Linked DNA regions of Anas platyrhynchos: region 2 is linked to region 1. Evidence: chromatin contacts called from public Hi-C data. All regions are on one chromosome and are shown on one strand. The core of a region is the stretch at or near the end of the contact, and the rest is flanking DNA. Distances in the headings are between cores, read along the strand shown. Region 1 has its middle 5.5 kb from the start of TRNASTOP-UCA. Region 2 holds the start of RBKS (ribokinase).

Evidence for each region. Hi-C and Micro-C count contacts between places; a contact is called where the count stands out from the background.
Region 2: a contact with region 1 is called in a Hi-C map of subcutaneous adipose tissue, with 2.2 times the contacts expected there. The contact joins the promoter of RBKS here to the enhancer-like site in region 1. A contact is called at or near these places in 2 of 8 Hi-C or Micro-C datasets (F5 follicle and subcutaneous adipose tissue).

The regions. Positions count from the first base shown.
Region 1 is chr3:38,218,992-38,225,446 of IASCAAS_PekinDuck_T2T, reverse strand. No RefSeq gene overlaps it. Among named protein-coding and RNA genes, the nearest start is that of TRNASTOP-UCA, 5.5 kb to the right of the region's middle. Within about 2 kb of position 5,151, at least 4 of the 8 cell types and tissues checked have an H3K27ac peak or open chromatin away from gene starts, as enhancers often do. A contact at or near this core is called in subcutaneous adipose tissue, where this site is marked.
Region 2 is chr3:38,312,332-38,318,325 of IASCAAS_PekinDuck_T2T, reverse strand. RBKS (ribokinase) reads left to right here and starts at 3,791. Exons shown (of 9, transcript XM_027454053.3): 1 at 3,791-4,043. The coding sequence starts at 3,991. It overlaps BABAM2 (BRISC and BRCA1 A complex member 2), which reads right to left and starts at 3,816. Exons shown (of 12, transcript XM_038176415.2): 1 at 3,685-3,816; 2 at 1,143-1,302. The coding sequence starts at 1,270.

The DNA.
Region 1 (6,455 bases), core at 3,902-6,401:
TTACACTACACAGATCTCCCAAATCCCTTGTTTGGGCAATTCATCTAGCTTTCCCTCCTCGGACAATGATAGGCATGTGACGACACCCCGCCACATCATTTGGAGGAAGTTGTTTGTTTCGGGCTGGCCTGTCAGCTTTGCCTGAGGACCCATGTTGGGCAATGTGCTGCGGATGCACTGTCCAGGAGTCAGGCAGCGCTGTGGTGATGAAACAGAGCACGTGAAAATTACCATATGGGAAAAATGCAGAGGTTGGCACTGCCATCTGACACAGCCGGTGCCGCGTGGGTGAGCGGATGGCTGGATGCTGTTTCTAGCTGCTCTTCCACCCAAAGTGCACCAAGGACCTATGTAAACATGCGGCTGCCTCCCCCTAACAGTACCCTCACAAATGTCATGGTAAGTGTTATTTCCATTTGCCAAGAGGTGCAGAACTAGCCTAAGGCTGTCCACGGGGCTGTGGCAAAGCCATGTTATGACCCTCAAGGACCTGAATTTCTGTGCAGTTAAAGACCGAAATCCTTCCCTTACCAACTCCATGCCACAGCACTCGGTGACAGCCAGGCAGTCACCTGAAGGCCTTAATGAGGCCTCTGGAGCCCTGCAGCGAGGGGTTGAACTTACTGTTGGATTTTCCCATCTTATTTTCTGTCAGAGAACCAGATCTCTTGTAACAACCTGAGCTGTGAACATAGGTACGGCGATATGTTTTTTATGCCAGGGTTATTTACCCAAATTGGGTCCTGTTGGGGTCAGAGGTGAGCATGGTGTGCCTCTTGGACGAGGTGTGGTGACAGCCAGAAAGCCCTGGGGTATCAGCACCCGCAGGTGCTGCAGATCCCGGCGGGTTTGGGGTTTTGCCTGGGCTGCGTGGCCAGTGGCAGGAGGAGCGAGAGCGGCCCCGCTGCCCCCACTGCCCGAGGTGTCGGCTGCCCACAGCCCAGGCTGTGTTGCCATGGAGACCTTGCCCTGATGGCCCGCGATTTCTGATCGCTTCAGTGAAAATAATTTGATGCAATCAGCGCAGACACGGGCTTGGCTCTTACCACACGCCCGCACAGCTACGCACGCTCCTGCAACCATCTTCTTTGTGCCATGATTTCAGCAAGCGAGCGGGTGAGTTGGCTTGCAAGGCACAGCGTGGCACGTCAGCCGGCGGGGATGGTTACAAACATGGCTTTCTCTGGCTCGGATTAACAAGACCTCCTCCTGCTGCTTGGAACAATGCGTTGTTACCACAACACGACATCTAGTTAGGCAAAGAAAGCCACGCTCCATCCACCCAAACTTTAAAGCTTTCCCCTCCCCTTCACCACCAGACTTTTCTCGTCAGGTTCGAATTATTTGCCAATGAGCGGTGGAAAAAGCTGGTGCTCTGGTTTGGCCTCTGCTTGTTTGCTGCCCCAACTCACCAGAAGGTGGTTCTGGGACGCTAACATAACAAGGTGCTGGAAAATGGCATTGCCCTGTAGTAAAATTCAGGCAACTTTCTTGGGGAGCTGGGCCCCAGTGGTGTCTGTTTTGTCCTTCTCCACTGCCTGGGCTGATGTAGCTGGGCTGTAATGCTGTCATTTCAGGTTTTGGTGAACTGATTGCTAAATCCCAGAGGCCACAGGCGGCACTAGGGATCCTCAGAGGACGGGCTGGCTGGGCCACCTCTCCGCATCTCAGCCCGCAGGTGAGGTAGGCAGGGAGGGCGGCGAGAGATGCTTGGTGCTTGCTCTTACTACGGCTCCTGAGGGGATCTGCGGCACGTTTGCGAGGGAGCCAGGTAGCGGATGGGTGTTGTGCAGAACTTCAGTCTCCCAGTCTGTCAAGCTTGAAAGTTTTTCCAGCTTTCAATTTTGTCTAGAGTTTCTCTCTTAAGACTCCCCCCTTCTTCAAACAGAGCCTCAACTCTGGCTGGGTCCCAGAGATAGATACCAAATGGTGCTTTTTTCCCTTTCTTTTGCTCTTTCTTCCTTCTCGTGAAGCTGGCAGACTCTCCAAACACACATCCAACCAACGCACAGTGCATTCGAAAACAGGCCATCTGGCTGAGCACTCCTTGAGAATGAGAAGACAAGAAAAACAACCCTCTTGGAGCTGGCAGCCGAAAGGCAGGCAGCCCGTACGGGGACTTGATCTCGTGGTGCAATCCAAGAGCCGTCCAATCCAAGGGCATTGCAAAAAAGCTCTTTCCTAATGAGCAGAGTACGGCTGTCTCCAGAAGCGCTCCAAGTCAACAATTTGAGTGGGATGCTGTAACTCTCCTCGCTGCACATGTGCTCATTAATTAAAGCCACTTTGGAAGATGCCCCTGACACCCCCGCCGGGGCTGCCAGCCTACCCTCCCCGAAATCCTGCTCGCTGCTTTGCAGCCCCCTGCTGGGCAGGGAACTGCAGATCCCCAAGGGAAGGATGGGGCCATCAGCATCCAACTCCTAACCACAAAATGGACCCATTGCATCGCTGATGGGCAGCTGCACAGGGAATACAACGCTGGAAGGAAGTTGCACTCCATTTGCTTTGCTGTCATTTTTTTTTTCCCATCTGAGTTTGGTAACAGCCAGAGTGCTGCAGGCATAAAACTGCTCTGGGAAGGTCAGCAGGCGACAGGAACAGAGTGATCTGAGCAGTATTGCAATCCTTAGCTATTTTTCTGGTGGTTAATGACAAGGTTCGCAGAATTAGGGTGGCTGAGGTGAATGCAGACTTGTTAGTAGCCAAATCCCTCAACAGAAGAGCAGGGAGCACTCACTGAAACCAACAGCACACAGGTTTAAAACAGATTAAAGAAGTTACATGACATTAGGCAGGGAACTTCTGGCAGCTGCTGGCCCAGCAGGTTCCAGAAGCAAACGGTGTCAGCAGGCTCTGAGTGGGATTAGACAAATTCCCAGACAACAGATCTCTAAATGGATGCTACAGGGAATAGGTGGGATGTAAAATCTAGCATCCCACCCCAACAAAGGTGAATGCTGAGGAAATGCAAGGGGAAGAGAGAGGGAAGAGCCCAGGGCTGTTCGCCCTCCCTGGACAGCCTCTCCTTGTGCCCCAGCTGGGAGCAGACTGCTGGGCTGCTCTCACCCAGAGGGGCTGCTCTTTGGTTTTCACTGAGGGACTCAGTCCCTCTGCCAGCCTGGTCTGAAGGTTATATGAACAGACTGCTGCCTCTTTAAATTATTGGAAGGAAGCTAGAATCTGATTTTGGGGGGGAGAGCTGGATTTGTGAAACATGTTTCCATGAATGTCAACAGTCACAAGCCCTGGCTTAATCTGCTTGGTGTCCCAGTAGTTACATTTCACACAGTGACATTTCCATGGCTAGTCACAGCTCTGCATCCCTGGATGGCCATTTCTCATGTTCCTGCTGTGGCTTCCTCCATGCAGTTGTGTTTCCAAGCTCAGGGGCTGACGCTCTTGATATTTTGTCTTTATTAACTCAAAAGTAGAGGTCTGTAAATGAAAAATTGCTTGGTTATGCTGAAAAAAATATTACAGAGGACAGACATAACCAGTGCAGGGCTTTAGGAACCCTGTGTTCCTTGCCACTAAGGTGGCAGAGACATTCACAGCCTCTTCCTTTTATCAACATACAATTGAGTTGTCCCCAGCTGACAAAGATGAGGTACAAAACGGAGATTTTGCATCATTATGTTTTTATACCCACTGCTTTATGAGATTTAACAATGACAGGGAGATGTTCCCAGACTGAAAAGAAAATAACAAACAGGGGCTTGGTGAAGTCAAACATACCCCTTCTTCTGCGGTGACCCAATTCAAACAGCAGTGACTAGTTCAGGGAAGCCTGGAAGTGACAAGTGACGGAGAGCAGAACTAAGTCACAGCGAAGTCCAGCACTTCCAACTCTAAACCATAATGGAGCAAATGTGAAGAGGAACTGAGAAGCTTTAGTGTGAAATAAAAAAAAAAAAAAGGGTGAAGGGGCACAAAAAAAGAGAACGGACCCATGGGACATTGAATCTCCTCCTCTGCTGTCATGATATCCTACAACTGATTGAGATCTGTCTTCAGTTTTTTACTCCCGTTGCTCCTCTTAGGAGGTTATTCTGAACTTCACTCTGCTGCTGTTTTGAAGGCTTCTGCTTCTTTGCAGCCCAAATTTATTTATGACCAGTGTATACTTGTTTTAAGATCTTTCCATTTTTAAACTCTAACCTGTTATTAGCCGCATTTAGTAAAAGTTTAGGGCATAATTCCTTTCCTCCAAATATGTGTGTTCTGTTATGCTAACATTGTCCCTTTCCTTTTTTATTTTTAACTTACAGCAAAGCAGGATAATACACAAAGACAAGATGAAACAAATGTTTCAGGCCTACATTACAATTCAGACAGAAATTTAAATTAGCTGAAGACATCAGAACAAAATGCTTTTTAAGTGCTTCCGTGCTATCAGCTACTCAAGGGATAGTTACAGGTAATATGCCTTTCACTGCCTATTGCTTCCCTTACAGCCTTTGATGTGATCTTATTAAGAGAGATTCCCTTTAGGAATGTGCTCAGAGCACTAAGCCTTGAGAGCTTGGCGTCCCAGAGGCCAGATTCCAAACTTGGTTGAGATATTTGTGAAAATAGGACTGTTGACACACAGAGACTATCGGGATATATCTCAAAGTTGTGCTGTATGTGTCATTTGTGCTTTATATTCCAATAAAAGATTTACATTTCTGAATTAGTTTTTCTTCGGGCCGATTCCAAAATTAGACGTAGAGAATGTCCAAACTAACTTCAGTAAAAAGGATGCCAGTTGGAACACTTTTCTAGTGAAAAAATGGGTTTGAAGAGAACAAATATTTTCATAGAAAGTGTTTGCTTTCTTCCAAACGTGACCCCTTCTCATAAACCCAAAAAGCTTAAAAGCAAACTAGATTTGATTGTTGGCAATTTTGGGATTGTTCCCCTCCCATTCCCTGAGCATTTTCCAATGGAAAATATTCAGGGTTTGGGTTTTTTAGCCCTTTGCTAAAATGTCAACATTTTCCAAAGGGTGAAGGAGGGGAAAAAGAGAAGAAAAGAAAAACATGTTCTGACCAGCTCCAGTCAGAGCCAAATGGCTCAATCCTGGATTTGGTCAGGCAAGTATGCTGGAGGGGAGAAAATGGGAGTGCCTTGGTTCCAAGCACAGTCTGGCTGGGCTGAGGACTGTGCATCACGATCCATTTGTATGAGTCATTCCAGTCGACATTTCACCAGGGGAGTGTGTGTAGTGGCTTTTAAGCACTTCAGGTCAATATGTTAGTTGCAAACGCTGCCTTGCTGCTTACTACGGCCACTCTGGCTCTCTGCGTGCGTGTGGGATGCACACAGGTACATTCTGTTCGAGTTCAGGTTCTCCAATATTTCCATGACGTCTCTAACTCACAGAGACAACAATAACACCTGGCACCTATCCAGACCTGTGAATTCAGCTCTTCATCATTCATAAAAGAGGAGAAAGAAGAAAAAATTGGCCTTCAAAAGCCCCAGCCAGCTATGGAATAGGGAGAAGCACTGGCAGAGCTGACACAGAGGCTGCTAAACATGCGCATGCACCATCCTGCTTCTGGTGGGAAAGGATTGGCTTCATTTCCCCAACGTGCTGCTGATCCCCACCTGCCTGCTCGGTGTCCAGAAAGCCATCCTGCTGCACTTGGGCACCTCCAGATCTGATGAAGGCCAGGGCCATCTTTGCTTCTGCCTCTCCAAGGTGTCTCCCAGAGCTGCAACAGGAGAGCTGGTGTATGGCTGTGTACCCAGATCAGGTCTTTGTCCCCCTCTAGTGACTTGACTGAAAAAGAAGTTTTCTGAGTGCTACTCCCTCCAAGTGAGACTGTCATTACTTCAGGCCAGGATGTTGAATGGTTTCCTTTCCGAAGGCTAGCAGGACATCTAAGCACCACCAGCAGGTCATGTAGTTGTACGCACTACGACATTATCCATTACCAATGTAAACAGTAATTAGGAGCTTGACTTTCTGCTCCAACAGGCTGCGTGTGCCTGCTTCCCTCCCGTGGAGGCTGGCGGTCACAGACTTCAAACGACGTCCCGCGCTCGGCCCTCCAGGAGACCCGGCCAGGTCCACGGTCACCGTGCAAGAGCTCCAGCAGCGGGGCTCCCGTGCCCAAACTCTTGCTGAGTCACAGCCCAGTCACCCATGCGCTTCATGAGTCGCGTCAGCCATCTGTCACCAGCACATCCTCCTCGCCGCTCTGTGACTCCACGGGGAAAACAACAGGAGGCAGATTGCATTCTGCTGAGAAGCCGGGCTCTCGTGCATCGTGCCGCTGAGTAACCCCTGGCTTGCCTCCTAAGCAGCGGTAAAGCCTTTGGCTCCTCTTCGGTTGGCCCTTTGTCAGGGAAGAAAGTGACACTCAGGTTCAAACGCCGAACGCTTTGGCTGACTAATGAGTGACTGCAAACAAAGCAGACTCAGGCAAGACATTGATAGTATTTTGTAAAACCTCCCAGCTACA
Region 2 (5,994 bases), core at 2,542-5,041, 94 kb before region 1:
ATTTGCAAGCCTAAATGCCAAACCAGACAACACAAAAAGTCAGAGCTTCTTAGACCTCCAAGCAAACCTGCACTCTGTCACAGCACGCTCAAGAAGAGGGAATGATTCTTTTCACACTAACCATAGAACTCAGACCTCCTTCCTGAAAAGGCATTGGAGCTACTGGAAAAGCACTTCCCAGACTGCCCATGGAACCCTAACAAGGCAGACTACAGAAGCACATTAAGCTGTTTCACTAGAACTAAATTCTAAACAATAGTGATTTACGGTGGTTCTCAAGATCTATTGGACTAAGCTATCGTTCAAAGTGATACACAAACGGCTAGATTGCATCAAAGTGGTGATTTAGACACCTCACAAAGCTGAAATAAGCTCAGGCTTTGTACTCCAGTCTCAAGGAAGTACCTCAGTCAGTGATGTGGTTAGATGCCCAGCTCTGGAAGAATAAAGCAATTTCTGATACCTCTCATCTGAACAATTACCAGCCACCTCGAGAGTCTCCCCTCTCTGCACAACATCCAAAGTAAAGTCTACATTTAACATTTCACTTCCCCATGTATTACTCACAGAGGTTACACATCAGAGTCCCTTCCCACATGTGGGCCCCAAGCTTCATCATCTTCTGAGACCCACCATGCATCCTTCTAGAATTAAAGCTAAAAATAGTAGCTTGGCCTATTTCAAACCCTACAGCCACTTGATGTACTGATCTCAACGAAGGTCAGATAAAGGTGGTTTTTTGTTGTTGTTGTTTTCTTATTTACCATATTCATGACCGTGGTAAGGTCATAAAAATTTATCTTTGAGATTTTAATTTACAGGAAAGATTGAGTAAGCAAGTGATAAACAAAAGGAAAAAGTGTTTATAACTATCTTGCTGCTGAAAACCAGCACTATCAAGTGGCAGTGATGGAAGTGTCTTAACAAGATTATTATTGCCAACAATATGACAAATTAAATTCCACAAAATACAAAATAGTAATGAGAAAAAAAAAAAAAAGCAATCCAGATAGTATATCACTTCCAGATATATTGGAAGTGTTTAAATACTTGTTGACCTAATAAAAATGAGTCCTGAAAAGACATCTGAACTGTTATTAGGGGTTGGATGTTCTTTTTGGATAGGGAACTCAAACACTTACCCAGATTTCAAGTCTGTAATGCGTAAACAATTAGTAGCATCCAAGCCCACTTTCCCATTTCTGACCACACTGGAAATGAAGGGTGAAAGAGCCGGAGAAATTCTGTTCAAGGCAACCTCAGGTGACATTTTAGGGCGTTCCTCTTTCCTCTTGTCTTGAGCTGTATAGGAATAAGGGAGAAAAAAGTTACTGATTGCTATGGGACCAAGGGCTTCACGCTCTCTCCATATTCTCATTTGTAACATCGAATACAACTACGATGAGTAGAACCATAATCAGTATTAATTCTACAGTACTCCACTAGGTTGCTACTTACAGCATTTCAGGTTTCCTTCAAAGGCTTGCACTACCTTTCTTTCAGTGATATCACCACGCTCTGGAAGGCATCCTCAGGCACAAAACTCATCAAGAGACCCATATATACGAATTTTAAGCACAGCTTTTTCAGAGGCGCTTGCAAGTGCATGGCCTTGTGCTAAATCACTTGGGCCACTAACCACACTTTAAGAACCTGCTGCTTTTTAGATGAAATGCAGACACTGAGCACGCTGATAATTTAATCCAGTCCCATGCAAAAAGGCTAGACACTGTGGACTACAACAGACTGTGGCAGGCAAAGTTGAAGAAGAAAAGGGTAAGCAACCTATCAAAATGCAAATTTAATACACTTGATCAAGTTCTTGGGCACAAAGGTCCATCTGAAAATTAACTGAACTTTGCAGTTTTACAAAAACACAACCATAACCACAAACAACTGAGTGTAATGTCACAATGACAGTGAGAAGTTGGGCAGAAGACCCGATACTCAGACTCTGACTGTTAATGGATTTTTTTTAAACCCATTCAATTGAAAAACAGCCCTCCAGACTGTATTTACTTCCTTACAAAATTAGAGACATGACCCACTAGTGGGTGGCACCCATGCCCATAGCAGGGAGTTGGAACTAGATGACCTTTAAGGTCTCTTCCACCCCAAACTATTCTGTGATTCTATTCTATGATTTGACAACCTCTTAATTACTCATCTGCATTCATAAATAACACTGCATATGGAGTGCTGTACTCACAATACTTCTCTGTTGTTTCTAATGCTCCATTTACAAGCATTAGTTGGTAACTAGTGGATATTTTTTTGCAAACTGATCATTCCTTTTAACTGGCAGCAACATTAAACATTTGAGTTATGTGTTTTGTTCTTATGAAAGCCATTCACACCGAAGTATGAATGAACGCTCAACAAAGAGGAATTCTGAATAAAGCAAAGGCCAGGCTCTTTCAGCACAAAAATAACAAGAATTTCCTAAAAATAATAATTGCCTTTAATATGCTGTATTTTACATTTTATGGCAGCTAAAGAAGCTGAAGAGTGAACATCCACGTACTAATGTACAACTAGCTCTCTTCACATACATGATTTACCCTGACAATAGGTAAAAACTGAAGCTTGCCTGGCAAACATCTATGGCAATTCAAGACATTACTTCATGGTTGTTATTCCTCTGCCCCAAACGACTGCCTACTCACCTTTATCCTTACCTAGGGAAGCTGAGAACACAAGTCCAGACTTGACCTATTTCAATGCAAAGTCCAACAGCTTAGCTCGAACAGGTAATGAGCTTAAACTAAAACGCTAGATTTTGTGCAAGGCTGGCTAAAACTGGGCACGTTTTGTTCCATCAGCTCTAGTGTAGGGAGAGTAACTTCAGGCAGAGGGGCCAGCTGGACTGCTGAAGGTTTTGGAGGCCATGAAAAGCGTGCTGAAAGACAAGCTATCTTCCTAGCGTTTTATGCACAAAGGTCTCACGGGTGGTTCTGCTTATGTGACACGTTTTGAGGGAACTGTGGATGTTATGAGGGTAAGGCCATGACACGAAGAGAAACGTGGGGAAAAGAGACACCTTCCAGAATGAATTACAGGATGAGGTTCTTTATCTTCCCATTAACAAAACCTGCAGATACCATCAAAACAAGCTGCCAGTGTCACCTGGCTTTATTGCACCGTTTCTCCAGATCTGTAATATCTCCTATGTAAGGAGCCCGTTAACACCCAGCACTCACAGGCTCGCTCGGCGTTCACCTCACGCGTTTATTGAGCAAACAGCGGGCTTTACACCCCACCACACCACTCCACAACTCCTGCAAGGCTCAGCCCCCACGCACACCATTCCCCCCCACCCCCACCCCCCCTGCAGCGCTATGGGGGCGAGCGTAGACACCAAACAAACCTAGAAAGATAAAAATAAAACATTAAATAAATAAATAAATAAGTTAAATCTCTCCAGGCTGCTCCCCTCCCAGAACCCGGCACGGGGCAGCCCCATCCCGCTGCGGGTGAAGCCCTGCGGCCTGCCCTGCCCTGCCTCGCCTCACAGCAGGCCGGGGGCGCCCCTCTCAGCCTCCCCACCGCCCCCTGGGGGCTTTTACCCCCCGGAGGGGCACGACACGGACACGAGCCCGATGCCGGGTCCACCCCCCTTCGCTTCCCCGGGGGCCGTCGGAGGCGCTGCGGGCCGCCCGCTCCCCCCCCCGGCCCCGCCATTACCTACGGCCCCTTAGCAACGGCCGCGCCCGGCGTGCGCGCCCCCGCGCCCGCCCCGCCGCCCAGGCGTGCGCGCCCCCGCCGCCGCCACCGCCACCCGCCCCCCGCAACCGGGCCGGAGGGGGCCTCGCCGCCGAGCCGCCGCCGCGCTGCCGGGCTGGGGTTTGCCCGCCGCCAGCAGGCGTTCGCGCAGGGCAGCCCCGCTGGGGGAAGGCCCCCCCGGCGTTGCTATGGTGACGGGGGAAGCGCGGCGCGGCCTGCTGAGGCCTTGGGGACAGGGGCAAGGGGCAAGGGGCAGGGCCCGGCCCCATGGCTGCCCCCGTGGTGGTGGTGGTGGGATCCTGCGTCACCGACCTCGTCAGGTCAGTACCCGCCGCAGGGACGCGCCGCGGGATCGGGTTGGGGGAGAAGGGGACGCCCGGCCTCGGTGCTGCGCGGCCGGGGGGCTGCGAGGCGGGAGGGAGGCGGGAGGCAGGAGGAAGGAGGCGGGCCCTCAGCCCAGCTCGCCAGGCCGAAGGTTTGTGGAGGTAAACGAAGGGGCTCGGCTGGGGCAGCTCGGCTCCAAGCGTTTGAGGCCGCCAGGAAAGCGAGGAAGGAGGCTTCGTGTCGGAAAACAAACTTCCCGTGAAAAACAACAAACAAACAAAACAAGCAAACAAAAAAAAAAAAGGCAGGCCAGAAGTTGATTATTTACAGGCTTCGTTTCATGGGACGGCGAGAAAAAAAGGCCGCCGAGCTGCTCGTAGCCATTCAGACCAAGAAACAGAAGTGAGCCCTCAGGAAACCAAGCACCTCTGCTTTCTGAACTGATTTATTTATTTATTTATTTATTTATTTATTTATTTATTTCAAGGAACGTCCTCGTGCCTTTTGATTCATCCTCTGGGCATTTTGCTCTGACAACGAGGCCCGAGTGCCTCCTCCTTATTCTTTTTTAGCTCATAGGTAAGGTTTAGAAACTTTGTAAAAAATAAAGTTTTGGTTCGAGCAACCTGGGTTTCATAACGAATACTGAATATCGGAAGAATTCAAACAGAACTGTGAGACTTGGCAATGGTGCAAATGCTAACCTAAACGGCCTGACCTTGTCAGCCCCAGTAAACTTGCAAACCAGTTCTTTATTTGCACTACATTAAACACATCTGGTTTCAAACTACGTACGCAGACTTGGTTAACATAGGATTTAAAAGTGTATGTGTCTGGGCTGCATCAGCTCGCTCTGCTGGGAATTCTGCAGTAAAAAAAAAAAAATAAATCAATTCCTCAATGTGAATCAGCAGACAATCAAAGCCTGTGGGTCAAGAAAGTGTAGAAGACATGATCAGAAGGTTATGCTGGGAGTAAGTGCAATGCAGTCATAGACGTGCACTGTAAAAACACTTTAAAAATCATAGAACCTATGTCAGAAAGATGTAATGCTTTATGTTATCTGCAGCACGCACTGGCGGTTTTCCAAGAGGAATAGTTGTGTTGTAAGTCAGAGAAAGATATTGGAGAACTGATCTTGACGTTACGTGTGTGTGAGTGATCAGATGCTTGTGACGTTACGTTGAAACACAAGGCATGGTGCGCTACTCTCAAGAAATTCCTTTTCCTTTCTCTCTACAATATGGAAAAAGACTTCAAAAATTGCCTACAGCTTTAAGCACTACTGACAACCGTGCGCCTGAGTTTTTTCTTGACAGTTAAACAAAACAAAACAAACAAGGCCAACAAATGGAAAGCTCCCGTGTGTTTTTTTTTAGCTTCAAGTTTGCTGTGATGGAAATGCAGGCACTTATCTGAAGGCTCATTAACTGGCTGTACTATAACTAGAGATTAAACCGTGGGTTGTAGCCATAGATGCTGTAACACTGAGATTAAGTGCTTGAAAAAAAAAAAAAAAAAAGCTCTTTCACTCTTCAGTCAGCTGAGAGTTTCTTAAACTGAACAAATGCTATCACAAGAATGTATCTGACTCACCAGCATTAGCCTCTACTTAAGGAGCAGTGAAGGGCTTTTTATTAGTGATAAGCTAATTTGATTCAACTGGGAAAGAACGGCCAGCCTCATTCCCGGTTACGAGCACAGGATTTCAGGCACTTCATAAACTTGGGAAAGGAATGGGTTTAAATTTTGCTGGCAAGTGTTCAGTCAGACTGAAATCTCCAAAATCTCCATTTGGTACCCATGTAGACAGAGTTTGGATGTATCCAATGTTACAAAAATCTTGGTAAAATGACCTGAAAGCGTTAAGCTGTGGGCAGGGATGCCTCTAAATGGGAGCAAAGGAGTGAAACAGGGAATGATAAGCAAGCTTTCTTAAAAAACTGC